Regions from separate parts of the Gossypium hirsutum genome. Here regions 1, 2 and 3 are each linked to region 4. Evidence: chromatin contacts called from public Hi-C data. All regions are on one chromosome and are shown on one strand. The core of a region is the stretch at or near the end of the contact, and the rest is flanking DNA. Distances in the headings are between cores, read along the strand shown. Region 1 has its middle 12 kb from the start of LOC107913272. Region 2 holds the start of LOC107913268 (probable prolyl 4-hydroxylase 9). Region 3 holds the start of LOC107913271. Region 4 holds the start of LOC107913275 (formamidase-like).

Region 1 (2,700 bases), core at 66-2,565, 300 kb after region 4:
TTAAAATAGAGTCTGATAGAATAAAATCTCTTATTTTTGCATTTCAACCCTTATGTCCTCCATGCTTGCACTTTTGGCACCAACATTTCATTGTGTCGCATATTGGCCCATTTTATCTCTAAATTCACGCTTTTGGCCCTTAATTGTGCTTTTGCCTCAAATTTAGTCCCTATGAGATAAAAGATCATAAATAGCTCAAATTAGCAGGATCATACTTAGAATAAATATATAATTAATACATAAAAATACGTTATTCTAGAGTGTTATCACCCAATGGCTGCTTTTATGGTTGAAAAGTTCTTTTAAAATAACCTCTTGATCTAATGGTAAGAACGTTATGTTGTAGGCATGAAAGCTCGGATTAGATCCCAAGCAACTTCATTCCTTTCCCCCAATTAAAAAAAATGAGAAGTGATGTTGAAAAGTATGGTTTGTTAAGTTCAAGTATTTTGCTTTGCTGTTAAAATTTGCAATAGAAAGTTAAAATGTCTATTTTAGACATGATGTTAGAAAATAAAATAATAAATTTATTTAAATTATATTTAAATAATTTAATATAATTATATATATAATGTGAATTTTATATATATTTTAAATAATTAATATAAATTATTTATAAAATAAATGGTACATAAAATATTTAAGAAATAAATATAATGATAAATTTTATTTAAATTGATGTAAATTATTAAATACCCTTTACATAATCTATATAAATAAGGATATTTTAATAAATATACTTAAAAACACAAAAGCATGAAACCCAAATTTTGTGTTTGGAAAGAAAAACAGTTAATATTTTTTTTGATCCCAAAAGTAATTTGCAGTTGGTTATTTTTGAGGTTAAAAATTGCTTTTGAAACTTTGTGAGCAATGAAAAACAAGGCTTAAGATTGGTTGGTGAGGGTTATTATAAAATTATTTTGATAAATGTATATTTTGCACTTAAAATATATATATCGGAATAAGAAAATATTAAATTCTTGATTGAATTAATGTCACAAATTAATTATATAATTTAAGTAAAAAATTAAAAAAAAACCCATAATTTAATATATCTTGAACTATAAGTTGTAGTATTATTGAATCAAAAATAATTTAATTGTAAAAAAAAGTGATATAATATATCTTCGTATATGGGTGATGATGTGGCATGAGGATTGGAGGCGAAGGTTGATGTATGAAATAGCACAATTTTGGGTATTTTAGTTTGAATTGGGAATAGGTAACATGCAATAGCAAATGCTTCGGTTGGGTCTCATTATTTTAGAAGAGAGATAAAGGTGTTGGGTCTCCACTGTTTTTAGAATTATAGTGATAGAGGCCCAATGAGTAGCAGATTGGGACTTTTTTTGGAAGAATATTGGTGACGAGAGAAACAGTAAGTGTTATGGTGGATATTTTAAAGGTAAACTATTAAAATAGTCACTTTTATTTGGTTCAGGTTATATTTTAGTCACTTATGTTTGAAATGTTACGTTTTAGTCACTTATGTTATCATGATGTAACATTTTAGTCACTGAGCCGTTAATTTCTGTTAACTGTGGCACATTAAATCATCATTTCAAACAAAAATTTTAGGTTAATTTATACAATCGGTCCCCATATTTTTTCGTTTGGAGCAATTTAATTTTTTTCTTTTATGTTTTTTTAACTTTCTTTCTTTTCCATTCTCTTATGCTTCTCCCTTTGTTTTCCTCCTTTCTCCATTTCTTTCAACGTAGTTTTGCTATGTTTTATTTTTTTGAACAATTTAATTTTTTCGAGTGAGGTGAGCTTTTGGACTAGTTACAAATGGAAAACATAGAAAAACTATGTTAAAAGAAATGAAGAAGGGAGGAAAATAGAGGGAGAAGCAGAAGAGAATGGAAAAAAAAGTTAAAAGAACTTAAAAGAAAATTTTAAAATTGTTTAAAATGAAAAAATATAGGGACCAATTGTAGAATTTAACTTAAAATTTTTGTTTGAAATGATTATTTAACATGCCACATCAACTTACCGTTACACCATTGTTGGCAGTTAACGACTCAGTGATTAAAATGTTACAACACGATAACGTAAGTGATTAAAACGTAATATTTCAAACATAAGTGACTAAAATGTAACCTAAGGCAAACAAAAGTGACTATTTTGGTAGTTTACCCATATTTTAATTTCAATAAAAAAAGAAAATTATTTGTTATTGTGTTTCGTATGATTGTTTATTGTTGCCACCTCCAATCCAATTAAATCTCTTACTTAATCGTAAATTATTAACATATTAAAAGCACCATAACATCCTTCTCCACAATCTCAGTTCTCTATGTCACTCTCAACAATTCAACGCCAAAATATTCTCCTGCAATATTTTTCTATGAAAGCAATTGTATCAAATTTTGTATGCATTTTTACCTATTTAAATATCTAACATAGAATAATGATATTTCTCATTTTTAAAATATAGTGTTATTTTTTACTGGTAGGTTTATGAATATACAAGCAATTCCAGTTGATGAACAATGAGACTAGGGGATGGAATTCGGTTCTGAGCAAAAGGCATAAAGTACTACAATGATTACGCCAAAGAAGTTGATTTTGGTATTCAAAGGAATATGTAAATAAGTGTAAAAATAATTGTTTTGTAACATCAAGAGAGCTCACAAGCTTCAAAGAAGGCATTCGTGAACAAAAGAAAAAAGATGTTTTGGTTTGCCCTTCTTT
Region 2 (2,700 bases), core at 155-2,654, 370 kb after region 4:
TTTTTATTTATTTATTAGTTTAAAAATATATAGATGTATTATGATTTTAAGTTCACTATAATAATTTGTATAAATCCAACTAAGTTTAAGTCTATTCTTTAATTTTTATATTTCGAACTCATATAATACATTCGGTGGCCGACCGAATTATTAATGCCCCTAAAAATACAGAGAGAAAAAGCAGCAGAAGCAAGGACATAACATACCCTTTGGCTCTTTTGGGGACCGTATTGTTCGACAGGGAACGCATCAAGATGTGAATCGTACTTTTGTCCCAACTCATAGCGCAGAACATTAAAATGCTAAAACCATGACATTGATCCCCCCAACAACGTAAGACCAATTAACCAAAGCTGGTCTGAAAGAGACAAAGAGGGAAGCAGTAAATATTGTTTTCAAGTTACCTCATAGTGAGTCCTTGGAAGCTTTGTAGCCTTTGCTATTTTCTCTTCAATGGCGTCCAAAACTCCAGTAGGATCGTCAGAAACACTAAGAAACGTGCCCATACTGTGTTTTAACATGGAAGTTTTAGCTTAGCTATGTAAAAAAAAAAGCATTGTTACAACAAACAACATCAAACAGTTAGCGTACCTACAAAGTTGGAACCCCAACATACCTTGTTCTAACATCCTGTGGACCTTCTGATTCCCCTTTCCGCAAAGCTAATTTGGAAGGTGCAAGGTATGGTTTTGCCAAGTTAATTATATGTTGGCATTGCTCCAGAGTTGCGAATTTCGGAAAATAAAAAGCACGTGGCCTCCAACTTATAACCTGCAATGAATCAGATGATGAAACATCATAAAGATAAGAATGATTTACGATGAATATCGACAACGAAACCCAACCTGAAAAGGAATAACAGAAATAGAATCATCTCCAGTTTTTCCATGTCCCATCAACTCATACTCCACTGAATTAAGCAGCTGCCTCCCTCTCTGCCTTACTCCAGAAACCTACTTCCAAACAATCGGATTAAACAAAAAGATGAAAACAACATTAAAGAATTATATGAGGAAAAGAAAAGATCACCTGAGAGCGAAGGCTTGAACAAAGGAAGCCAAAAACGAAGAAGAAGCAACAGAAAACAATAACAGCAGGAAAATCAAGCTTTGTTTTGGTAGTGTTCCAGTGCCAGTAAGCTTTGCCTTTGGCTTTAGCTTTAGGAGTATAATCAGAGGTTGACATTTCTGAAAGACTAAAAGCTACGTTGTTGTTTGTAGGGTTGCAGGAAACAGGGCGGGAGTTTTTTCATTTATAAAATTGAGAAAGTAGAATTTCCAGAAATAGTAATGAATGGGAATGCATGGAAATGAAATTAAAGCCGATCTGTACGTAGATTTGTGTTTGTAATCTGTTTGTTTAGCCAACGGGATTTTGGTTTGGGTCAATAGGATAGGATTATGAATAGTAAAGACATTAATTTTGGATTGAAATAAGTGTTTCTGAATTTAATTAATATTATTTCAAAGTCAACTCAGAAATGATATCTATGATACTATGTGCTGCACAAAGATTCCCAGCCAACCCAGCACACTCTCATTGGACTTTTTACCCTTCAAATCCGTCAAATTAAACCACAGAAAGTAGCAGGCAACAACGCTCTCTGTTCTATTGCAACGGGTACTTGAAAATTTTGTTTATTTACAATTTACATCCCTCAAACATTGACTTAATTCATGGCTCCTGATTTGGAGTTGGATTGAAACCATAAAACCATGCAGAACACCCAAATGGGCTGCGGAAAGAAAAACATGTCAAAATTCAATCAACTTTTCATGATGGCCCATGCTACACTGGCAATTCAAATTTTAAAGTAACAATTAATTATTAATTTTAAAATATTTATATTATCAATATAATAATTAATTTTATTTTGAATTTAAGGATAATACAATTTAAACTCATCCTATCAAAACATAAATTTTATATTTTGAGTTAATTGTACCAGACATCTTCAAACTATGGTTATTATTTTAAATTAGTCCTTAAATTTCAAAATGTTCTAATTATGTTCCCGAATTATCGATGTTATATCAAGTCCTTCCATTATTGGAACTGCTAATTCAACCATTAAATGACATGTAAAATCTCATGTGACATAATTTAAAATGAAAATTTTAAATAAAAGTAAAATGTTGTCGCATATCTTTCAAAATTAAAAGCTAAAAATAAAGTAGAACTGGTAGGGGTGTGCATAATTCGGGTAAAACCGAAAAAATTTGGTTAACCGAATGAATTTGGTTAATCGGTCGGTTAACCGAATTTTTTCGGTCGGGGGTCGGTTAATTTTTTTATGATTTTTTGGTTAACTGTTAATTCGATTTGAAACCGGTCGGTTAACTAAATTTTTTCGGTTAACCGAAAAAATTAATAAATAAAATTATCCAACCAAACCCAATTACCCAACCCAATTACCAACCTAACCCAATTATTCGGTTAACCGAAAAGATTAATAAATAAAATTATCCAACCAAACTCAATTACCCAACCCAATTACCAACTCAATCCAATTATCCAACTCAATAAAACTAAGCCCCGTTCTCCTATGCTTAAGTGATGGGCTTTTATATGAAAAAACACTTTTCCATCAAAAGCAGTAAAGAACCCATTTCATTTAGAACTAAAATTTTAACTTATTGCAAGTGCTTTTCAGCAAATGAAAAGCAGAAATATTTAGCTTTTCCAGCTAAAAAGAACTTT
Region 3 (2,700 bases), core at 84-2,583, 330 kb after region 4:
ACAGCTGTGTCACACACTCGTGTGCCACTCCTTCAGGCCGTGTGTGATTTAAAACTCAAAGCCTAGTGGTCACACGGCCTCGGACATGCTCGTGTGCCAAGTCGTGTGTGATTTTCTTTCGCTTCTTTCATGCCCATGTGCGAGGCCATGCGGGGCACAGATCTCACACACGCCCGTGTGACAGGTTGTGTCTCGCACACGGCCGTGTTTATGGCCTGTGTAACTCTCTGACTTGCAATTAAATTTGAAAAATTAATTCCAGTGTTCACGCGGCCTTGGACACAGCCGTGTCGCTAGGTCGTGTGGATCATCTTAGGTCGTGTAACCATCAAAATTGGATTCAAATCTTAACTCTGTATTTGACACATGTAATTGGGGGCCTTTTAAATATCTATTGTACATGATTATGATTATGAATTGAAAATGTTTTGATATTTTCATAATTGTATTTTTTTTTCATATTTTTAATTATTTATATATTTTCATAATTGTATAATTGTATAATTGAAAATGTTCTTATATTGACATTATTTTCATCGTTTATAATGTCTATTGTATGTCTTTTTTTCATATTTTTAATTGTTTAATAACTCACATTAATTGTTTATATATTTTCGAGTATCTTAATTATTATATTATTGTGCAATATAAGAACATTCTTTGGTTTCGAATACTTCACAACAAAAATTATTATGTTGATAGAACATTCTTTTTAGAGAATAATGTTTATAAGCCTTTATTGATAGGTGTCAATGAAACTTATGCCCTTGTTGTTCATGTTCATGATTATGTTGGAAGAGTGAATTAAGTTGGGTAGGGTTAACATGAGGTTAAAAAAATTAAACTTAAGCATGGCCAAAAATTAGTTGAGTCGATTGAATCGGACAGGTTAATCAACTTATGAATATCTCTAGATTAAAATATATTTAGATCATGATTAGAATAAATTTAAACATGATTTATACGTGATGAAATTTAAAACATAATAAAATTTGAAGTAAAAATCTACCCATAATAAAACTCCAAATTTCCAAAACCTAAATCTTACCATTAAGTCAAAGTATTATTAATGAAAATAATTTTTTTAACTCCAAAATAAAATTAAAAATAACACTTTTTTTTACTTAACTGTCTAAAAATTACATCAAATAAATTTTCTTAAATTCCTTATATTTAATAACTTGTTTCTTATTAGATATTGTATTGATTAATAAATAGATAATTTAAAATAAAAATAAAAAGTTAGTTGTTCATGCTGCTTCGATACTGCACTTTTTTTTTTTCTTTTAGTTAAAATATTTTTCGTCAAAATTGGATTTATTGAAAATAGATGGAGCTTTGACCTTTGTTGATAGATATTTTACTTTTCCTCTCGGAAACTGCATTAAATTCGGAAGGCTTAATTCTAAATTACTCAAAAACTGAGACGCTGATTGGACAATCCAACATTCGACCCAAAGCTAACCAGCTTAGCACTTAGCATAGTTTACACTCGTTTTCAAAACGCGCATGTTTCTTTGACCATGATCACTCCAATAGAAGCTTTCAAAGCTTCTTGCCCTAATCTCTTTGCTCTCTACTTTCACAAGCTTCTGATTGATTAATAATGCTTTTCTTTTTTTGCTGCAAATTCAGTTCAACTTCTTTGAATTCAGTTATATAGTTCCTTAATTCAGGTGGGTTTTGCTTTGTTTCTATTTTACATTTTCTTTTTCCGTTGCTTACCATTACTGCTTTACTGTTTCTTTGTTTGAGACTGGTAGTTTCAAATTTTGTAGATTTATCTTTCTGGATTTCTCTTTGATTTGTGGTTTTTGAATGATTTATTAGTTAAATGAAGTTACTTATTCTTAATGCAGTTTTTCATCTGGGTTTTGTTTGTTTTGTTTGAATTTTAGTATTTTTTGGTCCCGTCTTGCTATCTTAGAGGATGACATGGGGGTTTTGGTGGTGGTTTTGATTGATAATTAAGTAGGATTTTTATTTGGAAGTTGATTTTTTTGTTTTTTGGCTGAAATTTTAGATTTTGGATGATAGTGATGAACTTGGAAACTGAAATGCCGGGTCGACGGCATTTTTCTCTAGTAGATACTTTAGCGCTGAAATCTCAGATTGAAAGGAAGATTGGGCCTATAAAAGCTGAGAAGTACTTTAATCTGCTCACTAGATTTTTGAGTCTTAAGATTGGGAAACCCGAGTTTGATAGGCTCTGCATTGGTATAATTGGGAGAGAAAATGTTCGTCTTCATAATCATCTCCTCAGATCGATTATTAGAAATGCTTCTCTTTCGAAGAATCATCCATCAACAGGGAACAAATTGGAAGGTGCTTTAAGTGTTAAAGCGGCGAATGGGTATCAAAGAAGTAATCTTAAGTCAATGTGCAAAGACTTTCCTCAATCCCCTCGTAAGGGAAGGACTACAAATCTCCGTGATCAGAACCATCCAAGTCCTTTAGGGCCTCATGGGAAGAGCCGTGGTACTGTTTGTGAAGATGCAGTTCCGAGAGTTCAAGAACAGCAAAGTGCTACCGAGTTGCTTTCTCTGGGTAGCAGACCACCTATGTCCTTCGAAGAAGGAGAGGAAGTTGATCAAGTTGCAGGAAGCCCAAGCATTCACAGTAGGAGTCCTGTTAGAGCTCCGCTTGGCATATCTTTGAATGCTAAAGGAATGCGAAAAGTGCCATGGAACAGATTAGCAT
Region 4 (2,700 bases), core at 173-2,672:
TCAAACACGAAGGCAGCAGACATTAAGCTACTGATCAAGCAAACTGATGTAAACTATACCTTCCCCAAATGGCAGCCTTTGGTTGAAGGAAGGTTTGCCAATGGTCGTGAATGCAAAACTTCACATAGTTTTAGGGACTTGTGGCCATTTTCTTCTACTTCTCTTTCTCTTTCATTCCATATATTCAGAAGTTCCATTGATGGTGCCGTTCCAATTATTCCCGGATGAGTCAACCCCGGAAATCTCACCCCTGCAATTCATATGAACCTTTTTAAATGACAATATAAACAAAGGGAAGCATTTTGACAGCTTATAACTAGTGGGAATTAATGGAAATTGCACCCGGTATATGAGGAGAGTAGGCATAGATTCCTTCAAAATACCAAATAGCTTTTGTTGCACATGGAAAATGGTCCGTCAAAAACCCTCCTCCATTTTCTCTGTCAAAAGTTGCTGTATAACCCCATTCATCACCCGGTAAAGGACCCAGGTTACATATTTCCACTGCAAGAAGATCACCTGGCATGGCAGGTGTCTCCTTCTTGTCTACAACTCTTATAGGCCCACTCAGATAATGAACCTGTATCATTTGCATAATATTTTTTTTTATCATAACCAGTAAGTTCAATTCAAAGATTATTTATCTGACATAAGATGTTATATTTAGCTTATTTCTTTTTTCCCTGTCTCAGATAATGGAGTTTGTTTACTTACAGTGGAGAGGTCTATAAATTTGGACATCAGCTGCAGAATCATCATCTTTTATGACACTTCCAGTCCAGTCTACCATTTCTACTCTAAAGACCTCACTGACCTTAACATGGGCAACCGGAGGGATTTCAGGGTGCCAACGATTGTGAAGAGGTAGAGCTTGTTCCCATGGCTTCTTCTTCAAATCTACTGACACCACTAGTCTTGGAGTTGGAGGAGCCATGGATTAAGCTTTGGGGAAAATAGGGAGATTGTTGAGATATTTGTTTCAGTCTTGCCAAATGTCACCCATTGAAGCAAGTATTGACTCTTGAGTCTTGACCAATACTCTACTTGCTGACAAATGGGTTCGACCATTTTTCCAATGGTCCCATTTTGGTTTTACTAGACTGAAATACCAAGGTTCACTAACTAGACAACAGGGTTTGATTAAAATTGCCAATAAGAAACACTGGAAGTTATTGTTTACTTGAAAAACGATTAAGAAAAATTATAGGAACAGCTTTATGTTGCAGTAGAAGTTGAAAGAAAGGAAAGTGAGGAGGCAAAAGATGGAGGTAGAAACTCACAATAGATTGATCAGCATGCTTGACATCTTCGGCAGAGTAGTCACTTGTTATTCCACCTCCACTGAAATCCACCATTTCAACTCTGAAAACCTCTCCATCTTTAACCTCTGCAACAACTGGTATGTCGGGGTGCCACCGGTTGTGGAGGGGATGTTTTTGTTCCCATGGCTTTTTCTTCAGGTCTATAGGCACCACTACCTTTGCACCATAGTGAGCCATGGCTCATGTCTTGAATTACAAACAATAGGTCCCGAAACCCTTCATTTTGGATAGCTATGGGTTGAGAGTTGGGATATTTTTGTTTTGATGGATGGACCACTTGGAACTGACTTCACAACTTACCTTGGATTTTCTTCTAGGACAAAGTAACAGTTATTAGATGGCTATTTGGTGGAATCACGGAAGTGAATGCAAGTGGTATCTGACTCAGGTTTGCTTCAATACATGGTATATTTGACAGAACCATCCAATCCTTTATCAAAAACATGATGGTTGATTATATTTCTTAAATGAACCAACCCAACGCTTGGATTGTTTTTTTACCTTTTATTCTTTTAAGTTAAAATTGTTCAAAATAAATAAAATAACAACCCCACTTTGACTCTCATGCTCTCAATTCTTTTACTTAATAGAAAAAATATTCTCAAACTAAAAATATAATTCATCTGCACAAAACCAGAATGTAAAATAATTTATAAGAATCCACTCAAATTAAATTTGTATAGATTATGTAAAAAATTTGTATTAATACGATAACTCATTCAAATTTTAACCTTAAAATCCTAAAATCTTATTTGTGAAACTTTATACACAATTTAAAACTCAAGTCCCAATTCTAGATGAAATTTCCTAAATCCTAAACTTAAAAACACTAAAAATCTTTCAAGTCTTTATTTCAAAATCAAAGTAAAATCTCTACATAGCCAAGAATAGAGTCATAAAATGGAGCTGAAATTGGGGCAATAGTTATGCTTTTAAGTGCTCAGCAATGAATATGGAAGATTTGAGGCGATGAAGACATCAGTTTAAAAGAATGGGCTGCTCTCTAGATTCCGAACAAGGACCGGTTTGAAATGGGCCTAGTACGAGGCTCCCTTACCCTTTTTGACTTTCGTAGATGGGTTTTCCAGGGAAGACGAGCCATTTTTGAGTTATAAAGATGTTTGGTTATAGGAAACTACTTTGGTTTCTTTCGTCATTTTGGGTTTGATTGAAGGCATTTTTGAGTTATAAAAATGTTGAGTTATGAAAATTAAAGACGTAGCTAGGAAGTTAAAAAAGAAAAAAGAAAGACTTATCTTGAAAGAGAGAAGAAAAAGATAAAGATAGGATAGGGAGATAAAAAGGGGTGAATTACCTAAAAATACTGAATTTTAGAAATATGATTAGATTAGGCCGGCTTTTTTAAAATTTACTGGAT

The links. A called contact is a pair of places that touch in the nucleus more often than the background predicts.
Region 1: a Hi-C map of leaf shows a contact between it and region 4, with 3 times the contacts expected there. The contact joins the enhancer-like site here to the promoter of LOC107913275 in region 4. A contact is called at or near these places in 7 of 34 Hi-C or Micro-C datasets (hypocotyl, leaf and petal).
Region 2: a contact with region 4 is called in a Hi-C map of leaf, with 2.8 times the contacts expected there. The contact joins the promoter of LOC107913268 here to the promoter of LOC107913275 in region 4. A contact is called at or near these places in 5 of 34 Hi-C or Micro-C datasets (anther, hypocotyl and leaf).
Region 3: a contact with region 4 is called in a Hi-C map of leaf, with 3 times the contacts expected there. The contact joins the promoter of LOC107913271 here to the promoter of LOC107913275 in region 4. A contact is called at or near these places in 8 of 34 Hi-C or Micro-C datasets (anther, callus, hypocotyl and 1 more).

Annotation. Positions count from the first base shown.
Region 1 is chrD11:27,663,431-27,666,130 of Gossypium_hirsutum_v2.1, reverse strand. No RefSeq gene overlaps it. Among protein-coding and RNA genes, the nearest start is that of LOC107913272, 12 kb to the left of the region's middle. Within about 2 kb of position 1,315, at least 2 of the 9 cell types and tissues checked have an H3K27ac peak or open chromatin away from gene starts, as enhancers often do. A contact at or near this core is called in hypocotyl and leaf, where this site is marked.
Region 2 is chrD11:27,590,007-27,592,706 of Gossypium_hirsutum_v2.1, reverse strand. It overlaps LOC107913268 (probable prolyl 4-hydroxylase 9), which reads right to left and starts at 1,404. Exons shown (of 8, transcript XM_016841799.2): 1 at 1,030-1,404; 2 at 846-953; 3 at 617-771; 4 at 405-507; 5 at 207-302. The coding sequence starts at 1,185. It overlaps LOC107913265, which reads left to right and starts at 2,579. Exons shown (of 6, transcript XR_001688455.2): 1 at 2,579-2,700.
Region 3 is chrD11:27,638,333-27,641,032 of Gossypium_hirsutum_v2.1, reverse strand. It overlaps LOC107913271, which reads left to right and starts at 1,333. Exons shown (of 2, transcript XM_016841804.2): 1 at 1,333-1,676; 2 at 2,024-2,700. The coding sequence starts at 2,031.
Region 4 is chrD11:27,964,198-27,966,897 of Gossypium_hirsutum_v2.1, reverse strand. It overlaps LOC107913275 (formamidase-like), which reads right to left and starts at 1,422. Exons shown (of 9, transcript XM_016841808.2): 1 at 1,281-1,422; 2 at 737-942; 3 at 715-735; 4 at 343-580; 5 at 60-250. The coding sequence starts at 934.